Regions from separate parts of the Sus scrofa genome. Here region 1 is linked to region 2. Evidence: chromatin contacts called from public promoter capture Hi-C data. All regions are on one chromosome and are shown on one strand. The core of a region is the stretch at or near the end of the contact, and the rest is flanking DNA. Distances in the headings are between cores, read along the strand shown.

Evidence for each region. Promoter capture Hi-C pulls out the DNA fragments that hold promoters and counts their contacts.
Region 1: a contact with region 2 is called in a promoter capture Hi-C map of liver, with 4 times the contacts expected there. The contact joins the promoter of SEMA5B here to the promoter of PDIA5 in region 2. A contact is called at or near these places in 1 of 5 promoter capture datasets (liver) and 4 of 47 Hi-C or Micro-C datasets (liver and skeletal muscle).

What each region holds. Positions count from the first base shown.
Region 1 is chr13:137,441,251-137,445,643 of Sscrofa11.1, forward strand. SEMA5B (semaphorin-5B) reads left to right here and starts at 2,732. Exons shown (of 22, transcript XM_021070255.1): 1 at 2,732-2,941.
Region 2 is chr13:137,396,851-137,401,570 of Sscrofa11.1, forward strand. PDIA5 (protein disulfide-isomerase A5) reads right to left here and starts at 1,615. Exons shown (of 17, transcript XM_003132633.5): 1 at 1,397-1,615. The coding sequence starts at 1,579.

The DNA.
Region 1 (4,393 bases), core at 1,482-3,981, 46 kb after region 2:
AGTCTGGGCCGCTCTCTCAGTTAATTGCCCCACTCATAGGACCTAGACCTGCCCTCTGTGCCACTTTCAAGGTCTAGAAAATCCAGGGGGCTTTTTCTTCCTTGCCTTGAGGCCAAAACAAGATGGAGATGAGGGAAAAGAGGAGACGAAATCACAGTGGTTAGGAGTTCCCGTTGTGGCGCAGAGGAAATGAATCCGACTAGGAACCGTGAGGTTTCAGGTTCTATCCCTGGCCTTGCTCCGTAGCTTAAGGATCTGGCATTGCCATGAGCTGTGGTATAGGTCGCAGACGCGGCTTGGATTCTGCATTGCTGTGGCTCTGGTGTAGCCTGGCAGCTACAGCTCCCATTAGACCCCTAGCCTGGGAACCTCCATGTGCCGTGGGTGCGGCCCTAAAGAGACAAAAGGCAAAAAAAAAAAATAAATAAATAAAAAAAGAAAGAAAGAAAAAAGAAAAAACACAGAGGTTAGTATCTCAATTAGCATTCTGCCTCATCTGAACAAGTTACTTCCTTCAAAGCCATACTATTTTTCATTTCCAAGTTCAAATCTCTCAATGTATCTCTTTTAACCAACTTTCTACTTTCTTCTTAGAATGATTAAAGAAACACCAAGCACTCCCCCTTCACCCAGGAACTCCCACGAATGTCCCTCTTTGTTTCCAGCCCAAACACACCCGCCCGTGACATGTTCATCCACTGACAACCGTCTCTGCCCTTCCCAGCCACCCGGCCCTGCTTCTGGCGACCTGTCACTCTTCCCACAGACAATCTCCGCCTCCACCCACCTTCACTTTCTATTCTCCATTCTTTAATCACACGAACCTGACCAACCGGTGGATATATTTATTTTTCTTATCTTTCTTTTTCTTAAACGTGCTTCTTTTCTAACTTTTTTTTAACCTGCCTTTAATTCTCTTTGGAAATAGATGAGGTCTAAAGCAAAATTGTAATAAATAAAATCCTCGTAATCTTTTAAGGTTCAGTGCGTAGAACTACCCACATTATGCCAGATGTGGCTGCACCATAATTTTCCTGACTCCAAATTGCTTTCATTTCGAATCAATTTCTTTGTGTGAAGTCTTTGATGGTTTCCCCCCTTCTGAGCCAGTGATCCTAGTTAGGCAAGAGAAAGAAAAGGCATGATGGTGTTGAGTAATCTGTGATATCCCAGGCTCCATGCTGGACCCGTTTATTTACATTATTTCACTGCCTGCATCCTAGATTTACAGGATCCTAGTTGGAGCCTAAGCCATGTTTACCCTATGGTTCAGACAAGCCCATCTGGAAGCTATAGGGAGAATAATAAGGACAAGGATGCAAGGACTGGTTTGAGCCTCCTGAGGAAAAAATAATTTTCTTTTCTTTCCTTGCTTCCTTTTTTTTTTTTTTTTTTTTTTGGTTTGTTTTTTTGCTTTTGTTTTTTTAGGACTGCACCCTTGGCATGTGGAAATTTCCAGACTAAGGGTCAATTGGAGCTGAAGCTGCTGGTCAAACCACAGCCACAGCAATGCAGGATCTGAGCAGCAGCTATAACCTGCACCATAACTTCATGGCAGTGCCAGATCCTTAACCCAGTGAGCAAGGCCAGGGGTCGAACCTGAGTCCTCGTGGATACTAGTTGGGTGTGTTACCACTGAGTCACAACAGGAACTCTGGAGGAAAAAAAATAAGTTTTCTGAGTTTGAAGAAAGAATCCACTGGAAGAGAGAAATCTGCCCATTGTTCAACAACAAATATTTATTTGCAATGTATCCAACACTGTTAGCACAAGGGACACTGCTGGGAGAAATCTGAGGGCAATGAACCAGTTTCAGAGGAGAGGGCCAATTCTGAGTGCAGCAGCGAGTATACCACTCAGCCTGTTCTCTGACCCGGACTGCAGTCCTAAGGCAGGACAGCTTCGACATAGAGTAAACAAACACAAAAATGACTTCACTTCCCTGTTCAAGAATCCATAGGGGAGTTCCTGTGGCAGTGCCACTGAAACGAATCCGACCAGGAACCATGAGGTTTGGGTTTGATGTCTGGCCTCGCTCAGAGGCTTAAGGATCCGCCGTTGCCGTGAGCTGTGGTGTAGGTCTCAGACGTGGCTCAGATCTGGCGTTGCTGTGGCTCTGGCATAGGCCGGTGGCTACAGCTCTGATTAGGCCCCTAGCCTGGGAACCTCTATACGTCGTGGGTGCAGCCCTAGAAAGGACAAAAGACAAAAAAAAAAAAAAAAAGAGAGAGAGAGAAAGAAACAACAGGGGAGTTTTCTTGTGGCACAGCGGGTTAAGGATCTGGCATTGTCACAGAAAAGGTTCACGTCGCTGCTGTGGTTCGCTCCCTGGCATGGGAACTTCCACAAGTCCCCTGCCTCAGCCAAAGGAGGGAAAGAAAAAAAGAAACAAGAAAAGACAGTGAGAGGAAAAACAAGAAAACTGAGGCCCGTGGTTTCTGCACCCTGGGAGACAATGTTTTCTACACAAACCTCAGAACACTTGCCTTGGAGATATTGTTGGACACCAGAAGGGCTCTCAAAGGGGACATTGGGAGAGGCTGAGGACATTAACCCAAAGAGCTAAAGCGAGAAGGAGGGATAAACAAGGGCAGGACTTGGGTCCTGGTCTTGGCTGAGATCCGTGCTGGGGTGCAAGGTCCAACTGGGAGGACTCTGGGGAAAGCTAAATTCCCACAGAACTAATGGACACGGAGCACGTGAAATACAGCTTGTGACTTCTGCCAAGTCTCTATTTCTACCCCCAGGCTAATGTGGCCTGGAGAGGCTTATGCCAAGTCATTCCACAGCAGCTCCAAGGAGTTAAGACACTTGCTCGAGGTTGTTGATTTAGGAATAGTCTTTCTCCAAAGTCCTTTCAGACCCTATCCTCTGCGTGGCGTAGTGCAAAACCTCAGGATTCCCACCTCTGCCCTGCTGTGAATGCATTACAGGATCTCGGGTGAGTTAATTTATCTTGAATTTTTCATCCTTTAAAAGAAGGACTTTGGAGTTCCCTTTGTGGTGCAGTGGTGCAGTGGAATCCGACTAGGAACCATGAGGTTGTAGGTTCGATCCCTGGCCTCACTCAGTGGGTTAAGGATCCAGCATTGCTGTGAGCTATGTGTAGGTCGCAGACATAGCTTGGATCCGCGTTGCTGTGGCTCTGGTGTAGACCAGTGGCTACAGCTCCGGTTGGACCCCTAGCCTGGGAACCTCCACACGCTGCTGGTTTGGCCCTTAAAAAAAAAAAAAAAAGGAAGAAAAAAGAAAGAAAGAAAGACAAAAAGAAGGGCTTCAGCTAGAAAAGCTACAACATTCTGTGATTTTTGGACGAATTTCAGCCCCTCAGCAATGGTTCTGAGTACCCTTGATAATCCAACCCGGCCATGCATATCCAGACAAAGCCCCTTCACTTCCTGGCATGGCCTGTTGACTCCAGCCAAGCCAGTTTTTTCCCCTGTCCCTGAACATAGCACGCTCACATGCATTCCTGACCCTTAGCCAAATCCCTCCCTAGGGGCACTAAGAAAATAGGAATGTGCAGAAGCGCCATCTCCCCAGTCCCTTGTTGGAAAGACTGTGCCCACCGCCTTCACCAAGGCTGACTTTCAAGGTGCGCATATGACAGTTCCCCAGGGGCAACCATGTACATTTCTGGTTTTTTTGGTTTTTTTTGTTAGGGCCATATGCACAGCATATGGAGGTTCCCAGGCTAGGGGTCGAATTGGAGCTGCAGCTGCCGGCCTACACCATAGCCACAGCCACGCCAGATCCAAGCCACGTGTGCAACCTACACCCCAGCTCACGACACCACCAGATCATTAACCCACGTAGCAAGGCCAGGGATCGAACCCGCGTCCTCATGGAGCCTAGTCGGGCTGGTTAACCACTGAGCCAGTGTAAATGTAATGTCCATTTACATTTCTGACATAGTTTGTCCAGACCCTTGGTGGATTCATCTCCATTTCCCTCATGTACTACATCTGGGAGTAACGTGTTTCACGAGTTTATTACCCATTTCTTTTCTTTGTTCTAAGTGTTCCTCGTTCATCTCCCCCTCAGGCAAGTGTCTGGGTTGAATGAGTCCTGGTTCACCCTCTCCTGGTTATTGATGAGTGTACTGCTTTCCATCGCATCCTTTTCCAGTCTGGAGAATCCTAACCTTTATGGCCTGTCTTCCCCTCGCAGCCCTTGATTTTTCTGTCTCTATTCCTTCAGTGTCGGTCAGAACATCCCTTCAGAGGTTCAGTGACCAGAACTCTCCCCAGATCAGTGAAGGGAGGAGACATGATATTTAGAGAAATGCAATGGTGTGGGCTCAGGTTTTTTTTCCAGTCTCCCCCATCCCCCCTCCACCTGATGTGTATTTTCTTGGCCTTTGGAGTGAATCAGTACAAAGTCAGGTCCTGGA
Region 2 (4,720 bases), core at 365-2,864:
AGTCCTGCAGTCCTGCCTGGCCAAATGGCTCCAGGGAAGAGAATGCAAACAGACCATCAAAGACACCTAGATTCGGGGGAGTGATACCACTCTATTCCACCCTACTTGTCTCCAGGAGGGAGAATGGCCAGATCTAGGGGGGGCAGGGAGCTTCCTTTCCTATCCACTTCCTGACAACCAGAAAATACAGGGCCTCTCCTCACTGGTGATCCCAAAGGGGCAGGGTATTGAGAGACTGAAGCGTTTAAGGCAACTCAATCTACACTCCAGTTTTTCTCTTCACGTTTTGTCCAGCATCTTGCTACACCCCCAAAATTAAAATAAGCTAAAAAACTGGAACATCTACATTGGAGAGAGTGCCAGCAGCAGGAAGTTCCCTGAAACTTCAGGGGAAAAGGAACCAAGATTGTCCTATAATAAGGGAGACCAGAAGTTACAGGAGAGGTGAGGAAGGAGGCCATATCATTCCATCAACACCCACAGCAACACCAAGACCAAACCTGGGGACCTGGGTGTTGTAGACACACACATTCCGACCTCTCTCAAGGATGCTCTGGCGGCAGCAGTGCAGGGAACTCCTCGGGAGAGCCCACGCTCCCATCACCCCGGCCCCACCCAGTCTCTACTCTAACATGGATTTGCAGTTTACAGAGCTTCCTCCTCTGATTGCTCATTTGACCCTCCTGACAACCTCTGGGGTAGTGGTGGGGAGTATCTAAAGCGTCCCCATTTCATGGATGAGAAAACTAAGTCAAGTGCATTAGACGATATGCCAAATCACAATACAGAAAGTGGCTCCCCCAGACCTTCGCGCTAGCCTCAGCTGGGTGAAGGAGCAGAACTCCCGGCGACCCCACCCAGACCCCACCCAGCCTGGCCTGCGGGGGCCCAAGTGGTGACTGGCAGTTTACCGGCTGCCCAGGGCCTAAACCAAGAACTAGGTGGCCTTAAAAGAAGGTTTAAGGCGGTGCAGGTGGCAAGCACCCCTTCCCATCCCGTACTCACACAGGTGCAGGGCCCGGAGTGTGGGGCGCGGCGCCTCCGCAAGCCGCCGGCGTCCGGCCCTAACCAGCTGTCAACCTCTGACCTGCGCCCCCTCAAAGTTGTACGTGCAGCACCAGCACCTCCCGAGCTCCCCCCACACACACCCCGGCTTCCCTCCGCGGCTCCCTCCGACCTTCGCGCCCCAGAGCACTCTGCTGGGAGGGCACCGGGGCCGCCTCCCTGCCTCCCCCACAGCCACCGGGTCCCCGCCTGCCTGGCGCGCACACCCCCGCCCAAGCGCCCCAAAGCACCTATCTCCCCGCACATCCCGGGAGGGCCGGGAGCAGGGAGCGCGGACCCGCACTCCGGGCGCACGTGCAGTCCCGGCCCGGACCCCAGCGCCACAGCTCACCCAGACCGCCAGCAGCAGCAACCACGCCGGCCCGACCCGCGCCATCCCCGCCGCCGCTGCCCACGGTCGGCTCCGGTCCCCTCTCGGGCTCCCGCGACCACAGCACCGCCGGGTGCAGCAGCCACCACCACTTCCCAGCCGCTCCCCGCCTCCGAGTTCCCGGTGCCACGTCTGCCAAAGCATGCGCACCACGCTGGGAGAGGCGGCGGGGAGAAGTGCGTGCTGGGAGTTGTAGTTTGTAGCTAGCGGAGCAGGGGCGTGGACTTCGCCCCCAGGCCACCTAGAAGCCAGAGTGAAGTGCGATGTGGTCAAGGTCAGCGAGTAAGGAAAGGCGATTAATTTGGGGGACTTACTGTGTACCTGGAACTTTAGAAAATAGTTCTCCTTCAGCCTAGAAAGGTTAGTTTTATTTTTCCCACTCTGAGGATGAGGAGGCTACCCAGAGAATTTAAGTAATTTGACCCAGATCACACAGCCTGCAAAGGTCAGAAAGCAGATTAGTGGTTGCCTGGGGCTGGGGGAGAAAGGAATGGGGAGTGACTGATAATGGGTACAGAATCTCCTTTGAGGGTGATGAAGATAAGTTGGAACGAGACAGAAGTGATGGTCGCACAAATTGTGAATGTACTAAATGCCATTGAATTGTACACTTTAAAAATGATAACTTTTTCTTTTTGTCTTTTTAGGGCTGAGCCTGCAGCATATGGAGCTTCCCACGCTAGGGGTAGAGCTGTAACCGCTGGCCTATGCCAGAGCCACAGCAACCCCACATACGAGCAGTATCTACAACCTACACCACAGCTCACCGTAACACCAGATCTCCAACCTACTGAGCAAAGCCAGGGATCAAACCCGCATCCTCATGGATACTAGTCAGATTCACTTCCACTGAGCCATGATGGGAACTCCAAAAATGTTTACTCTTATGTGAATTTTATCTCAATAAAAAAATTAAAAAGAAAACCTTTATTGAACCCATTCCATGTGCTAAAATATTCACACGTGCAATCAGTTAGTTATTCAAGAATGTTTATTAAGGGAATTCCCATTGTGGCACAGCAGAAACGAATCCAGCTATTATCCATGAGGAGGCAGTTTCTAACCCTGGCCTCCACGCTCAGTGGGTCACAGATCCAGCGTTGCCGTGAGCTGTGGTGTAGGTCACAGACGACGCTTGGATCCCGTTGCTGTGGCTGTGGTGTAGGCTGGCAGCTACAACTCCAATTTGACTCCTAGCCTGGGAACATCCACATGCCACAGGTGCAGCCCTAAAAAGCAAAAAAAAAAAAAAAAAAAAGTTTATTAAATACCTATTACAACCTGAGGCTCAAGACGTAGAGTAGTGAGATGGACAAGGAAGTACAGTATGGGGTTGATAGGTCGTAACTGAAAGATCTTTGCTCACTGTCGGGAGGTTCAAAGCTCAAAACCTAGCAATCATCCTTGATTCACTCTCACTTCTAACAAGCCCATCCAACACATCACCACATCCTGTCAGTCCTACCTCCAAAGTATATCTCCTCTGTCACCTTCTGACTCTAAGTCACCAACATGTCTCAGCAAGGGTAGAAATCTCCTGATGCATTTGCCTGCTCCTTCCTCCTTGTACCCCCTACAGTGCAGTTGTTAATGTCTGTTGGATCTTGCTAGCCACATCCTGAAACCCTCCAGTAGTTTCCCATTGCCTTTTTTTTTTTTTTTTTTTTTTTTTTTTTTTTGTCTTTTTGTCATTTCTTGGGCCGCTCCCTCGGCACGTGAAGGTTCTCAGGCTAGGGGTCCAATTGGAGCTGTAGCTTCTGGCCTACGCCAGAGGCACAGCAATGCAGGATCCAAGCTGCATCTGCAACCTATACCACAGCTCACAGCAACGCCAGATCCTTAGCCCACTGAGCAAGGCCAGGGACCGAACCCACAACCTCATGGTTCCTAGTCAGATTCGTTAACCACTGAGCTACAACGGGAACCCCTCCCGTTGCCTTTAAAATGAAATCCAGGAGTTCCTGTCACGGCTCAATGGTTAGCAAATCCGACTAGAAGCCATGAAGTTGTGGGTTCAGGATCTGGCGTTGCTGTGTAGGTCGCAGACGTGGCTCAGATCCCGCTTTGCTGTGGCTGTGGCATAGGCTGGCAGCTACAGCTTCAATTTGACTCCTAGCCTGGGAACCTCCATATGCCACAGGTGTGGACCTAGAAAAGACAAAAAAAAAAAAAAAAAAAAAAAAGAAAGAAAGAAAATGAAATCCAAAGGCTTCCCCATGACCTATGAGTCCTGCATGGTCTAGACCTGGCCTCTAGACTTCATCTCCGGCCGCTCCCCTGCGTTGTCCACTTGGCTCCTGTTTCACAGACCATCATTTCCTGCCCATCCCCCACCTTCGGAGCTGTTCCTACTGCAGGATCAGTACTTTTCCTATTATCTCTGCCCTTTCCCTGGCCCTTGGTCTGACTCACACCTTCTAATCTTTCAGGGCACTCCTAATTGTATACCCTCAGAAAGTCCCCTGAAACAACCCTTCTAAAAAAGAGTCTACCCTCTTCACCCCAAGCTTCTTGTTCTGTAGCCCAGGCTCTGTTGATTTCTTGCCAGTATTTACCACAATCTGCGATTACTCATTTAATTGGTCTGTTCATCTTCTATTGCTATAAGTGGAATGTAAGTTTCACATCTCCTTTTAGCCCCCTAACTTCAGAACCTAGCACAGGACCTGAACCTCAGGTGGTTCTCAAAAGTTCTTTTTGATGGAGTTCCCATAGTGGCTCAGTGGTTAATGAATCTGACTAGCATCTGTGAGGATGCAGGTTTGATCTCTGGCCTTGCTTGGTGGGTTAAGGATCCGGTATTGCCATGAGCTGTGGTGCAGGTTGCAGATGCAGCTCGGATCCCGAGTTGCTGTGACTGTGTCATAGCTGGCAGTTACAGCTCCAATTTTACCCCTAGCCTGGGAAGCTCTATGTGCCATGGGTGCAGCCCTAAAAGAAAAAAATTAAAAATAAAATAATAAAGATCTTTTTGATGAATAACTGAATGATTGAATGAGGTGATGTATTGGAAAGTTTCAGAAATTCCTAAAGCAGATTGGAGACAGGGCTTCCTCTGCGTGCTCTGCTCTGTGTCCTCAAGCTCAAGATCTGCATACGGGAAAGGGTGCCTTTTGGCTCTTCTCTGTGGCTCTCTAATTCTGATCTGTAGAATGAAATGGCTGATGAAGGTGTAGAGCAGCTGTACTCCTATACATTGCTGATGGGAGTGTAAATTAGTTCATCCACTTTGGACAACAATACATGTACAAAATATGTACCAACATGTTCATAGCAGCTTTATTC